Linked DNA regions of Muntiacus reevesi: region 1 is linked to region 2. A link is a contact called in public Hi-C data. All regions are on one chromosome and are shown on one strand. Each heading gives the region's core, a stretch centred on a gene start, on an enhancer-like site or on the middle of the called end of the contact. The rest is flanking DNA. Distances are from core to core; before and after follow the strand shown.

Region 1 (3,974 bases), core at 307-2,806, 280 kb after region 2:
GAGAAAAATAGGTCCCATGTTACAGGGATTGTAAAGTCAAACTCTCCTTGGGCAAGCTGCTCTTTCTGTGTGGACACAGCCTTTCCATACTCTCCTGATACTTGAGATGGATCAAATTCAAGAGGTTAACTTACATTTACTGGCTAGCAGCTCATCAAATGCTTCTGACCACAGCTGGGCTTCCTCGGGAGAAGGCCTGCAAGAGAAGATCTGCACATCAGCTCCTGCTAGTCAGAGGTTCCCTCTTCAGCTCAGCAGTGATCTGTGCATGTCAGCAAGTACAAGATTTTCAACTTACTTGATGAAGGTTTGCTGTTTGCTTTTCTTGCCAGTTTTGGGCTTCCCAGGAGAGGAGGAATTTTGCAAGAAGTAACTCAAACGGCTCTTCCAATCTTTTAATCTACAATAGAAAAAAAAAAAAAAAGATACTTAGTGGCAACACTTGAAATTGCCACTGCAGCTGAAGGCATTTTTACCAAATAAAGTTGCCCCCAGTAGATACAGACAAGCCAAATAAGACAAAACAACTCCTCCAGTCAGTCTTACTCCTTTAATCCAGCATCTGAGTACTCAACACACTAGTTTCATCCACTCATCTGAACCTAATTACTAGTTTTATAAGTAAGGATAGGACGACCTACAATTATAGGGTATTTTAATGAATTTAGTTTGCATAGTTCAAAGGCAGATACTATTTCTGGCCCACAAAAGGCAGCCAGTTTTTCTGCAACGGTTAATTACAATTCTGAGACATTTCACACTTGAGAAAGCCCACAGTGGACCTGCCCTGAGCCAGCCCATGTTCGTTTTCCTTCTACTTTCAGAGCAGGAGGCTCGGGACCACCCGAGAAGCTGAGCACAATAAGGTGTGTGTGCGAGATTGACCGCCGCCTCCCCCAAATGCAGCACTCATTTTAAGAAGGTGATGCAGAACAATTATTTGTTCCACACTCTTGAGTGGGTGAGACTTGCTGTTCAGTTAAAAAAAAAAAAGTATATCTAGAATCAGCAAAAATATCTCCATACCAGCAGTCGTGTAAGCAGATCAAAATTTACAGTGCCTCTCACGAAGGCCAGGGGCGTGTGGCCGCAGGATTCTCCAAAGTCATTTTCGATGCAGGGAGACAAAAAGCCAACCCGCATCTATCTCCGCCCCTGCATCAAGAATTTTCTGCAGTTTCTAAACTCTACCCGAGCCCTTCGATAAACACCTACACCACACAGATTTAAACGTAACTTAACAAATTAACCTTTTACACACACACACACAATTTTCTTTTTCTTTTTTTCCTGCAGAGACGCAGGCGGGCTACCCAGTTCCCATAGCCGAAGCCCAGCGCCAGTGTACCCCGTTTGCAGCCGCCCGGGACAGCTGGGTCCGTAGGGGCGGCCAGTCAGGGAGGAAGAAAGCCGCACTCACAGGGTTCGCTTCATCTTCTCTCGCTTCTCCTCGTTCTTGGGCCCGGTGCCAGCGCTTTTGTCCATGGGTCCGCAGTCGTGCTGGACAGCCAGGAATAGAGCACTTTGCATTATCGCCTTGCACCTGGGAACGCCGTTCTGGGGGGGCCCAGGCGCCGGCACCCGTATTTATAACAGGCGGTGGCGCGGAGGCGGGGCTTCACGGCACCGGTCCCGCCCTCGGAGGGCGCCGATTGGCCGACGGCGGCCGCGGGCCGCTCGGTCACGGGCGCCGCCGAAGGGTCTGGAAGCCGGGGCTCCGCTGACGTCCGCTGCCCTGGCGTCGTGCGCTGTCGGGCCAGACGCCCTGTGCGGGGTCAGAGAAAATTCCCCTTTGAACGGTCGCGAGCGACCTTTGCCCAGTCGTGGCGGCTTGCCGTGGGGTCGCAGGGCCGTGGCGGGCCGGGCGCCAGGTTGACTGCCCGCGCGGCGGGGGCGCTCGCTCCCCGCCTCTTCCCTCATTCCCTTCCCCGCGCTCCAGAGCTCCTGACCCCAAAGGGAGCCGTGATTCCCAGCAGGTAAAGGTTGCTTATTGGGAAGCCGAATGCAGTAACCTTATTTTGAATTAGGTTTACAAGGGAATGTGGTTTTGGAGCACAAGTCCTCGCTCCGCGCCTCTTTTCTTGATCTGGGAACTGACCCTCACCTGTTCTTCTTTGAGACGCCTTTTGATTTGAGGAAGGAAACGGAACGGGAGGAACAATGACAGTCCAGGGGCAGTGGTGTGATCTGCTCTGCCCTGGAGCCCTGTGGGGGAATATGCACATTGGTCAGGGAAGGGAGAGGAGTGTGCGGTTATGATTACCAGCAGGCTCGTGGCTGGGTCGGTCCGTGGGGTTGCAGATTTATTTCTCAGGAGTCCTTGGCAGCCTCTCCTTCCAGAACAGAAAAATCACAGCTCTTCTTAACAGGGAAACACCAAGAGTTCGCAGCTATCATGCACCAGAATCATTTTAGTGTAAAAGAGCAAACATGCAGGATTTCCTCCTGAGTCACTCTTAGTTTGCTTAGAATTTGCCAGAACACTTTAATTGGCAAAAAAGAGGTGGGGGTGGAGGGAGGGAGGCGTTTACAGCTTCTTTGAATAAGCTTAATATCTTGATTCTTCAGAAATCATCTTGCTGTAGCAGGATTTAAGTGGTTTGATTGGTAAGGGTAAGTAGATAACCGCCGCTCCAAAGTGACTTGATTTCATATACCATTATTAGAATTGTACAGTGGAATATTAAGGTGTTTTTTCCTGAAGCATCTAAGTAGGCAGATTAACAGCAAGGTTTTTGTTGTTCAGTCCCTAAGTCATTTCTGACTGCAGTCCCGTGGGCTGCAACTTGCCAGGCTTCCCTGTTCTTCTTTATCTCCTGGTATTTGCTCAAACTCATGTCCATTGAGTCGGTGATGCCATCTAATCATCTCATCCTCTGTCACCCTCTTCTCTTCCTGCCCTCAGTCTTTCCTAGCATCAGAGTCTTTCTCAGCCAGTCTGCTCCTAGCATCAGGTGGCCAAAGGATTGGAGCTTCAGCATCAGTCCTTCCAATGAATATTGAGGGTTCATTTCTTTAAGGGTTGGTCGCTGGTTTGATCGCTTTGCTGGGAGACTCTCAAGAGTCTTCTCTAGCGCAACGATTTGAAAGCAGCAGTTCTTCGGTGCTCAGCCTTCTTTATGGTCCAACTCTCACATTCATACATGACTACTGGAAACACCATAGCTTTGACCCTAGGGATCTTTGTCAGCAAAGTGATGTCGCTGCTTTTTAAATACAGGTTGCAAGTATGTTCTCCACTTTGTATTAGAGCTGTTAAAAGAAAATTGGAACTAATTTACCGTATTCTTATGATGAGCTGCCAGTAGTTGGAGCTCCAAGTTTGACTTGGGGAGTAAAACCTACAGTTATTACTAAAGAGAACAGCCCTGTACTCGGTTACAAAAGGAAAAATCACTTAGATTTCAGTAATAAATATTTGAAAACAAGTTTGTGAAATGTAAGAATGTAATTTTTCTCAAGCATATGCTCTTCATCTCAAAAAGAACTTTGCATATTTCCTACAGCCATTTTCACTTTCTGATGATTAAGTACTTATTTGTTAAATATGTGTAATATGTAAACATTTGCTTTTCTTTCTAGTGTAAACGTCAGTATATTTTTGACTTAGAATTTTGGATGGTAGAATTCACTCATAGTGGAAAACAACAGGAGTTCTGACAAAGAGGCAGCAAGGAGAGCTGGGCTTGTGTCAGGAAACCTAGTTAGAGTCTTGGCTTCACTGTTAAATACTAAGTAACTATTAGGATAGTCCCATCCCACCTCCTAAGCACCAATGTCTCATCTTTAGTAAGAGTAATGTGTCTTTCTTGTCAACCTTATTGGATATTATGTGAATCTTTCATGAAAGGCCTTTGTAAATTTTAAAGTATTGTACAAAAATTTGTCTTTCTTAATTTGCATATGTAGGGAAAAGGAAATATCTGAAGCATAGTTATTCCAGGTAGAAAAATCATTAAAAGATTAATTCAGAG
Region 2 (4,387 bases), core at 1,494-3,993:
AATGAAATAATACTCAGCTATTAAAAGGAATGCATTTAAATCAGTTCTAATGAGGTGGATGAAACTAGAGTCTATTATACAGAGTGAAGTAAGTCAGGAAGAAAAATGCCAATACAGTATATTAGCACACATATATACATATGGAATTTAGAAATACGGTAATGATGACCCTATACAAGAGATAGCAAAAGAGACACAGATATAAAGAACAGCCTTTTAGACTCTGTGGGAGAAGTCAAGGGTGGGGCGATTTGAGAGAATAGCACTGAAACATGTATACTGCCATATGTGAAATAGATGACCAGTCCAAGTTTGATGCATGAAACAGGGCACTCAAAGCCAGTGCACTGGGACGACCCAGAGGGATGGGCTGGGGAGGGAGGTGGGAGGGGGTTTCAGAATAGGGGGCACATGTACACCTGTGGCTGATTCATGTCAATGTATGGCCAAAACCACTACAATATTGTAAAGTAAAAGCCTTCAATTAAAATAAATAAGTTAATTAACAAAACTAAGATCTGGCATCCAGTCCCATCATGGCAAATAGATGGGGAAAAAATGGAAACAGTGACAGACTTTATTTCTTGGCTTACAAAATCACTGCAGTTGGTCACTGCAGCCATGAAATTAAAAGACACTTGCTCCTTGGAAGAAAAGCTATGACAAACCTAGAAAGCATATTAAAAAGCAGAGACATTACTTTGCCAAGAAAGGTCTGTCTAGTCAAAGCTATGGTTTTTCCAGTAGTCATGTATGAATGTGAGATTTGGACTATGAAGAAGACTGAGGGTCAAAGAATTGATGATTTTGAACTGTGGTGTTGGAGAAGACTCTTGAGAGTCCCTTGGACTGCAAGGAGATCCAACCAGTCTATCTTAAAGGAGATCAGTCCTGGGTGTTCATTGGTAGGACTGATGCTGAAGCTGAAACTCCAATACTTTGGCCACCTGATGTGAAGAGCCAACTCATTAGAAAAGACCCTGATGCTGGCAAAGACTGAAGGCAGGAGGAGAAGGGGATGACAGAGGATGATATGGTTGGATGGCATCACCAACTCAATGGACTTGAGTTTTGGCAAACTCCGGGAGATAGTGAAGGACAGGGAAGTGGTGTGCTGCAGTCCAGGGGGTTGCAAAGAGTAGACAGGAGTAAGCGACTGAACAGCAACAACTCTCATTAGGGACTCCCTTTAAAAAAAATCTGTCCAGATAGTTTTGTCCTTAATCTAGGCCATCTATACTATATTAAAATCAAATTGTGACATAACTGTTTCACCTCACAATACACAGTTTGAGACAATAAGGTAAAATTCTACATCAAAACAAAAAACAGTCATAGTAAATTTCCTGAATAGCTAGCTGTCTTTGATTACACACACACACACACACAGACAATATGCCGCGACTTTGTAGATACATATCTTTATTTTTAAGGTTAATTTTGGATTTATAAAGAAGCACCTTTACACCTTTTGGGATATTTGATTTTGCAATAAATCTTCATCCTTTTATGAAGTGATGAAACATGGTCCACTTGAAAGTAGGAAAAGAACTATTAGAAGTTCTCATTCTGAAACTTGGTAGCATGAATCTTAAATTTAGCTAACTGAGAAAGAACCATTAAAAAAAGGTCTGGATTGTTCTAACAATTTCCTAGAATTTTAGACACAGTTTGACCTTTGACCTTAAATAGATTTCAATGTCAGTAAATAAAGGACGACACGCCTCTTTTTTACCTAGCTGTGCACAAAGGGCTATTATTACCGTGACTCAATGACACAATCCTGTCATTAACAGCTCTCAAAGCCAGAGTGAACACTCATGGGTTAAGCTTTATTTTCTAATTTTATGTTCAAAATACAATTTTGTTTTCTTTGGAATGCGCGTTCTACATTGGATCACTTTCTTCTAAAATCCCCGATTTATATGAGTTCTCAATCAATGGCCTAATTTTTAGATGACATCTTTAGGCTCTGATTTCATCAACACAAAGACAAGTCCGACAGGATGTTGGGCTGACGCTACCATCCTATGTAAACATCCCAGGCATTTTGACTCCGCGTCGGACACTCATTGTTTTTGTTTTCCGTTTCGTCAGAAGATTGGCCACAGTGTCCAGGCGGTGCCTGCACGTGTCTGTAAGCCTTTATGAGCGTTCTCGATCCGAAAAAGCATAGAGGCGGGACCTGGATGAACCCTGGACACCGGCAGGTGAGGCCTCACCCGAGACTCCGACAGAGGCCCCCTAGTGGGCGGGTTCGCCGAGACCCAGCGCTCGGGCTGCCTGGCGGAGAAAGACCCCGGCGTCCCTTACAAGAGACCGGCGCCTCAAGGGCAGCCCGGAGGGGGCGTGACCGGCTAGAGGGGGCCGGGCCGGCGGGCGGAGGCGGGCTCTTCGGGGGCAAGGCAGAGGCGGGGCCGGAAGACAGAGGCGGGGCTGGGAGGAAGGGGGCGGAACCAAGTGAAGAGGAGGGATTCGAGGGCGGAGGAGGGGCCGATGGGCGGGGCGGGGCCGTGGGTGGGGCGGGGCCGGCGTGTGGAGGAGGGGCCGCAGGTGGAGGAAGGGCCAGCGGGCGGGGCGGGGTCGGCGGAGTAAAGCCAGCCCTGCGGGGCGGGGCCGCGGTTGGAGGAGGGGCATCCCGGCGGGGCGGGGCAACGGGCGGGGAGGGGCGCGGCGGGTTGGTGTGGGGGCGGGGCCCAGGAGGGCGGGGCCGCCGGCGGAGGCGTGGGCAGCCGGGTAGGGCGGAGCCGGCGGGCGGGGTCGGGATCTCCCGGGCCGCAGTTGCTGGCTGGTCAGCTCGCTGAGGCCCCGCGTAAGACCATGTACTGGCGCCGCGCAGCGCTGGTGGGGCCTCGGCTCGTCCGGGTCAGGAGCAGCTCAGCGGGCCGGCTTGAGGGGCCAGTGGGAATTTCGGGTTCCGGGTAAGCGGCTCTGCGAGCAGCACGGGCTGAGCGTGGCTGTGCGGCCTCGCCGGGGTCTGGACCTAGCGGTGGGCTGGGGCGGCTTCTTCCCGGGCGCCCGGTGCACCCCGAGTCGATCGAGCCGCTAAGGCGCCTCGGAGGGCGGGAGGCCGGGAAGGAACCAGGAGAGAAGGAGCCTTAAGCGCTCTTGGCGATTTCCGGACCACGTGATCTTCAGATTGCACAAGCCTAAGTCTTGCTGGCTTGACTAGTAACCTCCTCGGTTACTAGATAAAATACAAGATGCCCTAATAAATTGGTATTTCAGATAAACAGCGAATAATGGTTTGGTTTAAGTATATTCCAGATATTGCACGAAACATACGTAGGCTAAGCAGTTATTCGCTGTTTATCTGAAATTCTAATTTTACGGAGCGATCTGCATATCATTTGCTAAATCTGGCTCCTGCGGCAGGAAGTGGAAGTGGTGTCGCCTCTGGCTCCAGCGAGCTCAGTGAACACCCGCGGCCCGCAGGCCTGCGTTGCTAGACCGCCTCCTCTCTGCCGGCCTCATCCCGCGCGGCCGTTCGGGACTGTCCTACCAGCTCGCCTGTCTGTACACCCATCCCTCTGTCTGGGACGTTATTCCTAACTCCTCGATCTGTTAACTTCTGCCAGTTTTGCAAGACTCGAGGAGCCCCTGATTAACCTTCTCTGCTAAACTAGAAACCCCCTCCAGAAAGTGCCAATCACATAGTGTAACTATTTGACAAATCTTGGAGGTCCAGTGGTGTTTTTACAGTGATAATATCCCTGCGGTATTTCAGCCCTTTGCCTGCTTAGCACATAGTAGGTGTTCCATAAACGTGGCATGGCTAGTGGCTACTTCATTAATGGAAAAGAGAAACGTGTATTGAACAACTTACTTTCTTGCCTAGAATTGGAGAAAAGTGCCTTCCAGCAACTTTCTCTTTTCTTTGGCAGGGAAGGTGATGTTTCAGAATACACCTTCCACCTCCTCTTAGTACATAAGGAAATATGGTCTTAGGAAAGTTCCACTAGAATTCCTGCTTCCAGAGTAGATGCAAATAGTAGGTGGTTTGGGAATGCTAATTAAGTGTTGGAACTGATATGAAAAGGATGTATTCTCTTAGTTGATAAGACAGATGGATGTGTTGTTCCAGCACAACTTAGGTCCTACTTAGGCCCACGCCTTCATCCCTTAACCTCCATTTTCTTTCCTGAAAGCTAGATAGTAAAGGATGCAGGCCTTTGTTATATTAGTAAACAAATACTTTGACAATGCTATTTTGTACTGATAGCAAGTAAAACTTTTCTCTTTCATATGTTTGGATATATATTTGCATATTGGGTTTCTCTGAATGGATCTCATCTGATATATTGTCCTTAATGTTTAACTTCACTGCTCTTTAAAATTCATTTTAGGATGGGGAACAGCACATCGTCATCTTTGGGAAACGCAGCAG

The links. A called contact is a pair of places that touch in the nucleus more often than the background predicts.
Region 1: a contact with region 2 is called in a Hi-C map of blood, with 5 times the contacts expected there. The contact joins the promoter of RGS2 here to the promoter of GLRX2 in region 2. A contact is called at or near these places in 2 of 3 Hi-C or Micro-C datasets (blood and muscle).

The regions. Positions count from the first base shown.
Region 1 is chr5:60,174,032-60,178,005 of mMunRee1.1, forward strand. RGS2 (regulator of G protein signaling 2) reads right to left here and starts at 1,557. Exons shown (of 5, transcript XM_065936712.1): 1 at 1,421-1,557; 2 at 299-400; 3 at 135-196. The coding sequence starts at 1,530.
Region 2 is chr5:59,889,514-59,893,900 of mMunRee1.1, forward strand. GLRX2 (glutaredoxin 2) reads left to right here and starts at 2,744. Exons shown (of 5, transcript XM_065938323.1): 1 at 2,744-2,921; 2 at 4,347-4,387. The coding sequence starts at 2,821.